Linked DNA regions of Rattus norvegicus: region 1 is linked to region 2. A link is a contact called in public Hi-C data. All regions are on one chromosome and are shown on one strand. The core of a region is the stretch at or near the end of the contact, and the rest is flanking DNA. Distances in the headings are between cores, read along the strand shown. Region 1 holds the start of Plxna4 (plexin A4). Region 2 overlaps Plxna4 (plexin A4).

Region 1 (6,609 bases), core at 2,221-4,720, 110 kb after region 2:
CGGAGCAAATTGGCTGCCTAGGAGCAAAATTCCTCCCTAAAACATTTTCAGGGCTGGAGGGGCCATGCAGGATTTAGTAAAGAGGCAGATCAGATCATGGGTGATCCATGCCTGGTGTTCACAGGCATGTTTCCAGAACAACCTCCAGCTTAATGAGGTTGATCAAAAAGAAGCATTTGTGTCTGGGCCTTTTCTAAATCGTGCAACCGAGCGCCTTCCAGTGCAGACCAGAGAACTTAAAAGTCCATGGAAGAATGGTAGAGCAATGATATCGTGGTATACTCCAGGGATGGGCAAAGGAGCCAGGAAATTTAAAAAGCAAAATACATACACAGATGTTAATTACTGTCGATCTTTTCCTAGAAACCAATGGCGAGTGCAGAAAGTGTGCAGATTGCTTTGAGCTCCAGTGCTTAGCTTAAAACCGGCACAGTGATAGTTGACCTTGCATTAAAATGACAGATCCTGAGGCTGCAGATGTATGCAAAAGGGAAGAGAAAGGAGCAGAAGTCTGTTGTGGGATGATCTGCGGCCCAGCCTCCTGTCCTCACAGGTCTGTGAGGGAATGCCTCTCTGAGAGATACTCCCTGTCACTGTAATTCTGTTTGTTACAAGACCATGTGCCACAGCCATATGCATGCGTATACAGGTCCTCCCCATCCACACACTCCAAGTGTGTGCATGCCAAAACGTGCCAATGTTTGTCACAGCCCAGAAGTCAGACGTGGACACCCCGTCACCTGTGCTTGTACAAGCTGACTGCACTTGGCAGGGCTCTAAGAATGCCTGTGTACAGCCGGACGTGTACACACCCACCATTCCTAAAAAGAAAATAATGTTTCTTTGCGATCTGCGGTCTCCCCATTGTGAAGAGCTTTCCTTTATTCCGGCTTATACCCTTTTCAGTCAATCAAAGGGCAGCTTACACTACACAACAGGAATTGAGTTTCCCTCCTGGGTCATCTGCTCTCCACCCAAACCTAGCCAAAGACTTGGGGGGTGTGTGAGATCTACTCTCTTATAAAGAGGATAGAAACAATTCCCATTTTTGCCAGGATGCCAAAAACAGCCAACCAACCACAAAATACCACAAAGGGACAGCTATAGGAACATAGAAACTTGCTATATATGTATTCAAGCCTGAAATAATGATTTATTTAAATCTTCTATTCTTCTCCTTGCAAAAATTGAGCCCCAAAGGAAGTCTCTCTTAGACTCTAATAAGGGAGCCATAAAAAAGCCCTTTGGAACTTCAACCACCCTCATCCATTCTAGGAAGTTTCAAAATGAACAGGATCTGAAAGTGGGGTGGTGGAGGCAGGGAGCTCTGGGGAAGTACAACTTAAACCATTGGTTTTTGGAGAGCAATCCTGCACTCAGAGGATCTAGACTCTGGGTTACACTACTAGCCTATCATACTTGGATACACTAGTAGACCAAATACGTTATAAAGTGAATATGGCATATTCACAGTCCTTTCTCTGTTAGTCTAAATCCGTCTCTACTCTCCCTCCTAGTTCGTGTTCTCAGACACACACCCCAAAAGACATGTGACAGGTGTTAACTAAAGGCACAGGGGGAAGTCGCCTCACATGCACAGAGGGTAAGGAAGTGAGGGGTTGGCTGCAAACATGTGCCCCTTAAGCCCTGTCTGCTTGTTGTCTACCAGTGACTGGCAACGCAAATAAGGTCTGATCCTCCTTAAAGGACCGCAGCATCCTCCCTAGACAAGGAACACTCCTCTAGCTTTGATGTCAAAGCCCCTCCCTGCCTGAAATCCCAGCGCATTCCGGGGAAGCAGTGCCACGCTTCGGAAAGGCGTGTGTGCTGCCTTTACCGGGGAATCGCAGAGTCTGTTCCTTATGCGCCGCCCTACAGAACTGCAGCCCCAGTTGCCTATGTGGCCTCCTCCCAGGCGCCCGGTCACCAAGATCTCTAGATCTCTGCCCTTTCAATATCTCTCTGCCTTTCTCCTATTTAAAAAAAAAAAAAAGAAAAGAAAGAAAGGGGAAAAAATCTCCGAGTATTCAAAAAAAGCTAAGGGGACAATTGCACTGGGCGGGTCTCGTAAGACCTCCCATGACTTCTCCTGTCTTATAAAAACCAGTTAGGAAATGAAAGGAACTAGAAACAGCAAAATCGCTCCCTCATGCTACCAGGCTGGATAGGAGAGTCAGTCATTTAACTGAATCCCACCCTGAAAGTCCTGGGGAAGAGAAGTCTAGGTCCGGAAAGGAGAAGAACACGGGAAATCCCTGCTCCGACTGCGATGCACCTACGCGGGTGTCCAGGTGGGACGTGGGCAGGTGCGTGAGCGCAGTGTGTGCATGTGTGTGTGTATGTGTGTGTGCGCGCACGCGATTTGTGTTTTGCGTGTGTGTGTGTGTGTGTGTGTGTGTGTGTGTGTGTGTGTGTGTGTGTAGTGGGCTGCCTCGGAGCAGATGAGGACTCCGGGACCGGACTCGGCACCTCCGCCCGCTCTGCCCAGCTGGCCCTGCGCCCGGCCGGCGGCTCCTTACCTGGAAGCGCGGCGTTTCCCTCCTTCAGCCCCAGCGCCGCATTGACACTGCAGATGGTGCCTGTACCGCTGCCTCTCGCCCTCCTCTGAACGTGTGCGTGTGCGCGCGTGTGGCTGCCTCCTCCAGCCCCAGCCCCGAACGCAAATACTCCACCAAGGCACGGGGAAGCCACGAGCAGCAGAGAAAAACGGAGGGGGCCAAATCAGAGCCTGCCGGGCTTGACAGCTCCTCTTGCAGCGTCCAAGGTGGGCGTAATGTCCAACAAAAAGGTCAGAAAATGTAGATCAATTCCAAGCACCCCTATCCTCCATCCAGCCCCGGAGCCCAAGCAACGACAGCGGTGGCTCTCAGGGGCTGCGGCGGCGACGCGGGGCTGCCCCCCTTCGTCCCCACCCCCGCGGGCTGAATGTCCTTGATGCCAAGCGGGCACGGCGGCGTCACTCCGCGCCGCCCATGCTAGCCGGGTCGGGCCGCTGCCCGGGCGCGGCGGCGAGTACGTTGGGGACCCGCCGGGGAGCGCTCTGCGAGCCTCTGCGCGTCTCCCTGGGCAGTGACGGCCACCCCCTGGCAGCCCAGGGCTGACTGCGCCGCTGTTGCTCCCACCCCTGGCCGGGGACTAGCCGGGCAGTGCCCAGGGGCCGGGGCTGGGGGGCCTCGGAAGCCGCCAGCAGCTCCCTGGGGAGGCGCGGAGCTGCGGTGGTAGCAGCGACGGCGGCGGCTAGCGCTGCGGCGGCCAAGAGTGCGGCCGTGGTCCAAGCCGAGCCTCCCAGGCGCGTCCCCGGCCCCCCGGGCGGACTGCTAGCAAAGTTTGCAGGGGGCAGGGAGCGGGGCCGCCTCTGGCTCGGCCGCCGCCGGAGCTCCCGGGCTGCCTGCTGCCGCCGCGGCTCGCTGCTGCTGTGCATTGAAGCCCGGCCAAGCGCTGCAAAACTCCAGCTGCCTGGCGCTCTCTGGGTCCTCCTCTCCTCCCTCCCGCCCTCCCTGCTTCCCTTCCTCCCTCCCTCTCCTCGCCTCCTCCCCTCCCCGCCGCCCGCGGCCCGCCGCCGCCGCCGCCGCTGCCGCCGCCGCCGCCGCCGCTCCCTCTCTGGCTCGCTAGCTGGCTCGGAGCTCGCGGCTGACATCTAGACCCAGGTAGAGCGGCCGGCAGAGGGGGCAGGGGGCGCTTCCCCGCACGCTGCCGCCACTGGCCTGCCCGGTTTCCCCAACGTGGACTTCTGCAGAAGGGGGTGCCCTGGGTCTTCATGACTTTCTCGAACCACCCTGGCGATGGAGACACAGGGCAGAGTGGTGCATATATGGTGGCACCAAGTGCACTTGGATTGGAGCATACTCCCAAACAGGCATGTGGGTGTAGGTGGTCAGAGGCACTTCTGTGTGTTCCTAACAGACACCAACCAAACATATATCCACTCTCAACCTAGAATCCTCGTCCAACCCCACCAACCAAGGTAATCCTACACAGAGCACTAGAGGATGCCCAAGTCCAAGGTTTCTTCTAGTCCTGGGACAGAAATAAATGGCCAATGCCACAGAGCTTGCTGGGTAACCTGATCTGTCCAGAGCTGACCTTGCTTCTCTAACTCTGAAGCCCTAGGTCCTGGGTCATGTCCCAAACACAACCCAGACATTGCTAACGTCAGAGTACTTTCAGAAGTCAGAAGGAAGAAATCCTGAAGTTGCTTAAGTTGAAACAGCATCTGGCAGGCAGACAGGATACAAGGTACAGGTGAGGACAGGAAGTAGGCAGAACTACTTAGAATATCTCTACAAAGACCTCCCCCCATTAATGGGCCAACCATCAAAACAAATAAATAAAAATAAAACAATTTTTCAAAGGATGCACACCTACTTGTCCACCCAACCTTGTATGCTAAGCTCAAGAAAATGGCACTGTCAGCCATGTCCAGGAAGACTAGCCATTCATCAAAGGAAGACCTTTCAAGACAATGGTTTGGGGTTTCTAACCCACTCTCCCATGCTACTTCTTCAACTTAACTTTCCTCAACCTCAGTAACTTCCTGTGAATAACTGTCCCTCCCAACCAAACCTCTCAGAACCTGCTTATTAGGAGCGTGTTAACTGCGGTATAAATTCCTATATATAGGGGTTATATTTTCACAGAAATCAAAGTTATAAACTGGGTAGATTCTGAAGGGAGCTATGAGATGACAAGGTAGACAAGCCCCGGGGCAGGTAGCACACGTGGGTCGGGTTCGACTTACCCACCCAGGACCTTGTTGAAAGTGCTCTCACCAGAAGGAGGCAATGAATCAAGTGTAAGCATGAAGAAGCCAGACATTTCTCTAGTTAAAGGGTGTTCCAGGAGACAGCATGGAGCCCTGGTGTAGGCTCTGGTTGTTCGCCGAGCATTGTGTGGCCCAGAAAACAGCAAGGGTTATCTCATTAGCTCCCTTTAATACATTGATCTGGCTCCACTCGTCTCTGAAACACTGGATCCCAGACCTGAGATAAAGCACACAATATCAAGTTAGAGAAACACATAACATTAATTCCATGTTGCTGCTGCTTTGACTTCCTTCCAGAACTAAGGGAGCCCTGGAGCCAAGTGTCTGTCTAACATGATGCCTCAGAGACACTCCACATGCAAAATCAAAGGAAGTGGTCCCCAAAGGTCTCCGCAAGACTTGCCTCACCTGGGCCTAAACTCTCTCATAAGAGTGTCCTCTGAAACCAGCACATGGCACCATCATAGCAGGCTCACCCTAGAAGCGAAAGCCTGGAAAGTCCTACAGAAAATCCCAACAGGCTACTTAAATACTACGCTTCACTAAAGCGTACAGGAGATCTGTTCGAACCCAATTGTCAGCTGTAGGGGACTTCTGTAAAAATGCTCAAAGGGAGAGGAAGGAAGTGAGAACTGACTCTAAACCCTTCTCAGCCAATCATCCCAGCAAGAGTTTGTAATAGCTCCTAGTTTTGTCTTCCCTGCCCCTTGTCTCGTGTGTGTGTGTGTGTGTGTGTGTGTGTGTGTGTGTCTCCTGATAGATGGACCGGAAGTCAAAGAATTTTTTCCCCAGGGGTAGCAAACAAAATATGTGTATTGTTCTTTATCTCCTGCGTAGCATGTGGTATCATTTGTTTTCATTCAGAGGGATGAGCATCATGTGGCACCTGAAGAGTAATGACAGAGGCCAGTGACAGGAAAAGAATGGCGGAAAGCTGGACCAACAAAGGGCAGGTGCAGCCCCTGCCCGTCCTCCCGTTCTTAATAGGACCTTCCCCATGCTGCCTTTTCCTTTCTCGGCTTCTATTGAATGCCCCAGGAGGAAGGCAGGCTGGAAACAGTGACAGCTTCCTACCATTGTAAGAATAGCAGAAAGGGTCAGACTAGCCACAGCAAGAGACCCGATGGCCTGTTGACAGTTTCTTCGAGTCTAGGATGAGGCGGTGGGGGCAGGGGTAAGGTAGACCATCTTCATCCTTGACTTTGCTATTGACCGCCACCATCATTTCACACAGGTCGTGTACTTGCGTGGCATTCCCTCGCTTGCCTGCCGCATTTACGCCTTCTAGTTGCAGGGGCATTCACAAGAAATACAACCCCCACGGGCAGGATTTGAAACTCCAACGCAACACAGTGCAGGTGAAAGGAATCTGCAACCCCTGTCGTAGGAAAGTAGCTTCTTTCTCCAGTGGTACAATGCGGGGGAGGGGGGCGGCGCAAGGGGGAGCGCAGGTGTAGGCAGGCCCTTTGCTTTCCTGATTCTTCCCCATGAATCAATAGTCTGGGAGAAGCAGCTTCGTGCAACGGTCCAGCTCACGCTTCTGCACTTGCTATGATCCCTCTTAGCTCTCACACCCCTACCGCCCCCACCAGTGAGGAAGGGTGAAGAGAGACATACGCTGGGCAGTCTAGCTGTTCTCTACCCACGACTGGTCTGTGAGTCACTAGCTGTATATCCCTGGCCTGGTGGCAGAGCTGGGTAGGTCAGCGTCTGGTCCCTTGGCCACAAGAGGGAGAAGTTAAATGGCATATTGTTTCATAGAGCCCTGTTTTCTAAAGAAGCTATTTTTGTGAGATTTTGGCTGTGGTTCTTTGCCAGATTTTGGGAGAAGCAGACTGGCTTGTCTC
Region 2 (6,095 bases), core at 2,205-4,704:
CCATCTGCCAAGGCTTCAAACCATGTGCGCACACGCGCTGGGTAGTACTGAAAACTTAAAATACAATTCATGTCTGAAGACATCACTAATGTTCATACACGTACATCTTATCTTCTGTGCAAACCATTTTTCCCGATATTGTTAATGCCATGCGCTTCCAATCCCAGTGAACTCTGAACGAAAAAAAAAAGTTGTCAGTCCTCACAACCAAAAGATCTCAGGTCAAATGGGGAAGTCATGGGGTGATGTACAAAAGAAAAAATGGCAGAGGTGGCTGGAAGCGCCAGCAACGCTTGTAAGGCTCCTTTCAAGACTAAGCCACTGGTGACTTCTGCACCTTTTACCACAGAAGTGATAGAGACAGAGGGAGAGGAGAAGAAAGGCAGGGAAAGGCTGAAAATAACTGGCTAAAAACAGCAGGCAGGTCCCCTTGAGCTTTTCCAGGAACAACCTCCCCTACACACATACACACGGACACTCTATTTATGCACACAGTGTTACACATTTGAGGGGAGAAGAAATTACATAACATGTCAGATGCTCATTTCCATGAGCCTGACCGAAATGGAGTATACTTAGTCTTGTGAGTACAGAAACCATGGCTACAGTCCAGGGCCTTCAACCAGCACTGAGAGAAAAGGCCTCTCCGTGAAGCTCAGAAAACCCTGAGAGGCCCAGAATATCCAGCTTGGAGGCCTACCTGAGGGATTGGTACCAATGACTTCCTTCTATGCTCCAAACTTGATCTACAAAAAAGTGGCTTTTAATGTAAAGCCATTCTGGGCTGTGAGCTCCATCTCCTCCTCCCCTACCTTGTCCACAAAAGGATATGGGTCTTGAAGATTGTACACAAACATGCATGTGACTACCCTGCATGTAAAGTATCTTCCTCATGAGAGCTGGAGCAAGGCCGCTCACCTCGAGGGGCTGCTATGAAATCCTTAGGGTTTGTGGCACAGGACCCAATGGATGGCAGCTGCTTTCTGGTTTTGTGTTCCATCTCCTCTCTTCCCTTTCCCAGCCCTGAGTGAATAAAAGTGGTCCCCGCCTCTGTAGCAGAACTGGCCTCTGTGGTGGGCTTACCTGGCAGCACAGAGTTAGTCTCCACTCTAGTGATTGAAGTCTATATCCACAACTTCTCAGGGGTACTTACCCATCCCCCAAACAGAGCTCAGTGACAAAGTAGAGGAGAGGGCATACTTTCAATAAGAAAGTAGCCCCGAGTCTTTGTTCCGATATACTTGCACAGGGTCTTCCACATGCTCTGTCTGCCTCTCAAGAAGTGAAACATTTGGTGATCTAATACGCTGTGTCTCACTTAGTGGAAAATGTTCCTACAAGATCTCTCCTGGACTCCAAGAGAAAGCCTTCAGTCCTACATACAGTGAAACCTCCAGTCCAGTTGATGAGACTGAAAGGCTGACAGAGGTAGAGCTCTCTTGCTCAATGCCTAACATAGAGACCAGAACCAGTGGTTCAACTAGGGTGGCTTGCATGGCTCAAAAACTTGGGGTAGCCTTCTCCCATCTAGCTTCGATCAGAGAACCGCAAGTACTATACTTGGGAACCACAGAAAATTTGGCAGGATCCTCAGACTCTGTAAAAATTTAGCCCACTGGCTCTCTGTTCCTCAAGCCTGTCCCTGAGATGTCCAACCTCACACTCTCATTGGCAATTCTTCAGGGATTGTATAGGACGCTTTGCTTGGGGTGAGAAGACTCTTGATTCCTTTGGTCTCTCTGATCTACAGACTATGTCACCTGACCTATCAAAGGGGACTTAGAAGGTGACAAGGTTAAGGACCTTGAGGTGGGGAGAGTACCCTAAATAACTGGCATGCTTAGATCACATCAGGGCATAAAAGCAAAGGCCTTTTCCTGGCTGCAGTCACAGGGAGTCAAGGCAATGGAAGAAAACAGGAGAGACGTAATGCTGCTGGCTTTCGGGATGGAGCAAGACAGCTCTAGCCAAGGAATATGAGGGCCTCCAACAGGAGTACAGGCCAGAAAACAGATTGTCCTCAAAAACTTCTAGATAGAAATGAAGTCCTGCTAGCCCCTTAGTTTTTCCCCAGTGACACCTGTGTGGCATTCTGACCTCTAGGCAACAAGACAATAACATTGACCTTAACTCAGTAAGCCCCTGAAATGTATTAAGAGCAGTGGGAAACTAACATATTGCTAGTCCATGGTGAGGCAGGTCCTACCCTCTCCTTGTCCTTGGACTCCCCTGAAAGTTCTGCTCTTCTGCCTCTCCTGGAACTCCTAGGGATGATCTAGGGGTTAGCTCTCATTTAGCCCCCAGCAGGAAGCAGAGTCCTATCTTCCCACCCAGTTCATGGGGCTCTGGTTTGTTAAAGGACCCACCAGCTCTTGTTACCAACTCCCGGGACTCTAAAGTATTTGTCAAAATAGGGAGAGGGATAGGAGGAACAGAACTCTTACCCTCTGATCTCAGTCACAGACCACCCTTCCTGAGTTAGCCTCCCAACTGACTGTGTGCAGACAAGATCAAAGCAGGACGTGTGCGTGCGTGCGTGCTGGCTCACCTTGGTCAGCACTACCTACCCTGTTATTTGCTTGCTTGTTTATTTTTCAGACTCTTAAACATACTGTGTCATCTTAAACCACCCAGCAGGACATACCTACAGCATTTCAAACTTCGTCTGAAGAGCCAAGCATCGAAGCCACGAGTGTGGGCATGGGTTTCTCAGCACCTATGCTTAGTAGAAAGCTCAAGCTTTAAGCCCCTCTCCCAAGAGGTCAGGAGCCAACCTGGCATTTCTTCCCTCAGCAGATTCACTTCCCTTCCCACATATTTACTTTTAACAATTTTTTCCATATTTTCATTTCTTTTTCTTGGACTACAGAAAGGTCTTTGTAAGCACAAAGCCAGATCGTGCTCAGAAATATTTTCCTCACTGACTCTTGCTTGTTAGTTTCAATGTTTATCCTGGTCAGTTGTTCCAACCAGAAGTACCCATCTCTAAAGGGTCCCTCACACCTGCCCTTCTCCCTATATCATAGACTTTTTATTTTAGTTTTGTTGTTTTGTTTTGTTTTCAATTTCTTCTGTATCATCTTATCCTAAGTTTCAAACTGATCCTCTAAGTTGCCAAGATCTGCTATGGGTAAAAAAGCAAATGTTTGATACAGAGAACCCTGTGGGACAAGAAGACACCAAGAAGAATTGTCTAAGGAAGAAGGAAAGCTCCTCTCACCAGACAACAGTGATCACAGCAAAAAGCTGGGGCAGATCATTCTGGAGATTTGCCCATCCCCCGCCTAGCTGACTACCTCCCAAGCCAGCTAGGGGCCCTGGAACCCAGTTCCGGGCTGTCAGCAGAGATAAATTTAGCACCAATGATCTCATCTTGCAGAACAGCCTCGGGGCCTCAGAGTGCTCAGGGAAACATCACTTGGACAAGCTGAGAAGTGACAGACACTACTGGCCCCTACAACATAGGTGGCAGGCAAAAAGTCCCCCTTAGAGGGACACTAAGCCCATGAGGAGGAGTGGCTAGAGTGTGGCCAGCAGGTGGCAGGCTGAAGGACACCAGACATGGATACTCTGATCTTCCCATGGTCTCCTAGCCCTGGGCACATAGAGCTGAAGACTCACAGCAAGTCCACAGATGATCAGCACGATTAAGATCTAGATAAACAGCAAGCAGTGCCAAGCATCCTCACTGCAGAGATATGGCCGATGTCCCAGCCAGTTCCTCCCCACCTCATCAGGACATTATATGTTGTGGAGTATTTATAGATACAACAGTGGGCAGAAGGCAGAAGTGGCTGGAGCCCATTGCCTCTGCCTCCTGCCAATAACACAAGCCCAACAAAGGGGTCAATTGCCCTTGTCCTTGTACAGAAAAGAATGGAAAATTTGTCACAAGTGCAAAACTTTTAAGTTCTTCCACTGATATAAGCTTCCCTTTCTGTGGCTCTGAGCTGGGGTCTCTGGCTTGCCCTGCTGGTGACTTGCTCATCAGCTCCCCCAAGGTTTTTTAGTGTGTTTCATGGTTAGGTTTTTGACCTGCCAATCCTGTAAAACCATTTACAAGGGTTCTAACCACTGGGACATGATGCCAGGAAGGTTCTTCAACTGGGGTGAGGTTTCTTATCTCCTACCTCTGCAACCACAAACTCTTCTGATGGAGGACAGCATAAAAGTCTCTCAGGAGAATGGACTTGACTCTTGATAAAAGGGACAAAATAAACAGCTACTTTCAGAAGGTAGGTCACACCCTAAAGTGCAATCCATATTATGCTATTAAAGGTGATGAGAAGTGATGGGAAATAAATGTTGTCACATAAGAAAGGCCAGGCTTACTTCTAAACACACCAGGGCCACCCCCATGTTGATTTCAGTCACATTAGAGGAAATCAATTTCCAAGAACAAAAGGCCTTTGGTTTGATCAATGCCATTCCTAGGAAACACCCAGGACACATAATTGAGGGGCTGTCAGAGAAATCAAAACACACTGAGAAGTTGGGGTGACCACCAAACTCTAAGCCCTTCTGCCAGGGGCAATGTAAGCAATGTTACAAAAGAGAGGAAAATGCCACAGGCATGAGAATAGGATGGACAGCACATTTTCAAGTGAAGAGTTCAAAGTCACAGAGAAAGGTGGCAAGATGGAAAGCCAGGATGAGTTCTAGCACAGACAGTTCAGCCAGCAGAAAAGGGCCCACAGGGTCAAGCACAGAGGTAAAGAACAGGAGAACGGTCAACACTGTGTCAAGGTCATACCACCTGGGATCTTGAAGTTTTGGGAGAAGAAATAAAATTAGTTTGGATTGTTCTGCATTTATCCTTAAAAGTCAAAAGGAGATAATTTTTTGTGCTCTCTTAATTAAACGTTAGCTCATAAATCTAAGGCCTTGTTTCCGGACTGCAGGAAGTGGAGGAGGGAGCCTAGCATCTCAGCTGCATGAGCTCTGCCTGCCTCCTTCTCCCAAGTCGTTGGCTCCAAGCACAATGTGGCCCTGCCACAGGAACTCAGGGCTGCTCAGCTGAAGTCATGTGGTCTCTTCTTCCCTAGGATACACACACACACACACACACACACACACACACACCGCTCCCACCCAGTCCCATAAGGGCTGGTTAAGACATCTATTTGGAACTTCTGATTGTCCCCTGGAGATGCTGACCTCTGAGGACTTCCTACACTCTGCTGTCCTACCTCGCCCAAGTTCACACGGCTATTCATAGCCATGAAAGTTGAAGTTGCTCCTTAGAGCTATACCATACAAAGAAAGTCAGAGGTATTTGCTATCTTCTTTATTCCTTTTTTTTTCCCTGCCATATCACAAAACATTCTGCAGGGCCTGAGCAGTAGGGAAGAGGGCATGGAATGTAAGCATGGGGACATGGGTTCGAATTCCCAGCAGTCAAGTCAAAAACTGGGCATGGACTAGAAACCTCTGTAGTCCCAATACGATCTGTGGGCTCACATGCCAGTTAGCTTGACCAAAAGACCAGTGAGTACCACCAAAAGACCCTGTCTCAGGGGAATAAAGTAGAGAGCAAGGCAAGTGACATCCTCCACAGGCCTATGCAGACACAGGCACACATCCATCTAATACAACACACACACACACACACACACACACACACACATACATACACACACACATACATACATGTATGCACACACATGCTAAATAAATATCATTCTATGGCTTTATCATACAAGAGGAAAAGGTTGGAACATGTGTGTAACCAATTTGTGTCAAACCTGAAGTGTAGCCACAAACCAAGTTGAGATTTCCCAGCTGTCCCACAATTTCCACAACACCCGGGTTTGATTATAAACAGTTCAGAGGCATGGCGGGCTGCAGATACAGACCCAAGCAGATGCTTAGATAGAGAGAGCTAAGTGCCCTAGAATCAGGAGACAATGGGATGGCATTCAGCGACACCCCTGGTTCTTCTTTATCTTTCTGTGACTTAAGAGAGTGATTGTATGACAGCCCAAGGAACGCACTGTTTTCCTCCTTTGAGCTACGGAACTGGAACCTAGCTCATCCAGCTGCTATCTCCCGAGTGCTGGGATAACAGGTACCACAGCACCAAGTTTATGCACTGC

The links. Hi-C and Micro-C count contacts between places; a contact is called where the count stands out from the background.
Region 1: a Hi-C map of Schwann cells shows a contact between it and region 2, with 6 times the contacts expected there. The contact joins the promoter of Plxna4 here to the enhancer-like site in region 2. A contact is called at or near these places in 8 of 12 Hi-C or Micro-C datasets (the A7r5 cell line, Schwann cells, frontal cortex and 4 more).

Annotation. Positions count from the first base shown.
Region 1 is chr4:62,125,975-62,132,583 of GRCr8, forward strand. Plxna4 (plexin A4) reads right to left here and starts at 3,471. Exons shown (of 32, transcript NM_001107852.3): 1 at 2,520-3,471.
Region 2 is chr4:62,019,972-62,026,066 of GRCr8, forward strand. All of the region lies in intron 3 of Plxna4 (plexin A4), which reads right to left. Among named protein-coding and RNA genes, the nearest start is that of Plxna4, 110 kb to the right of the region's middle. Within about 2 kb of position 3,455, at least 25 of the 93 cell types and tissues checked have an H3K27ac peak or open chromatin away from gene starts, as enhancers often do.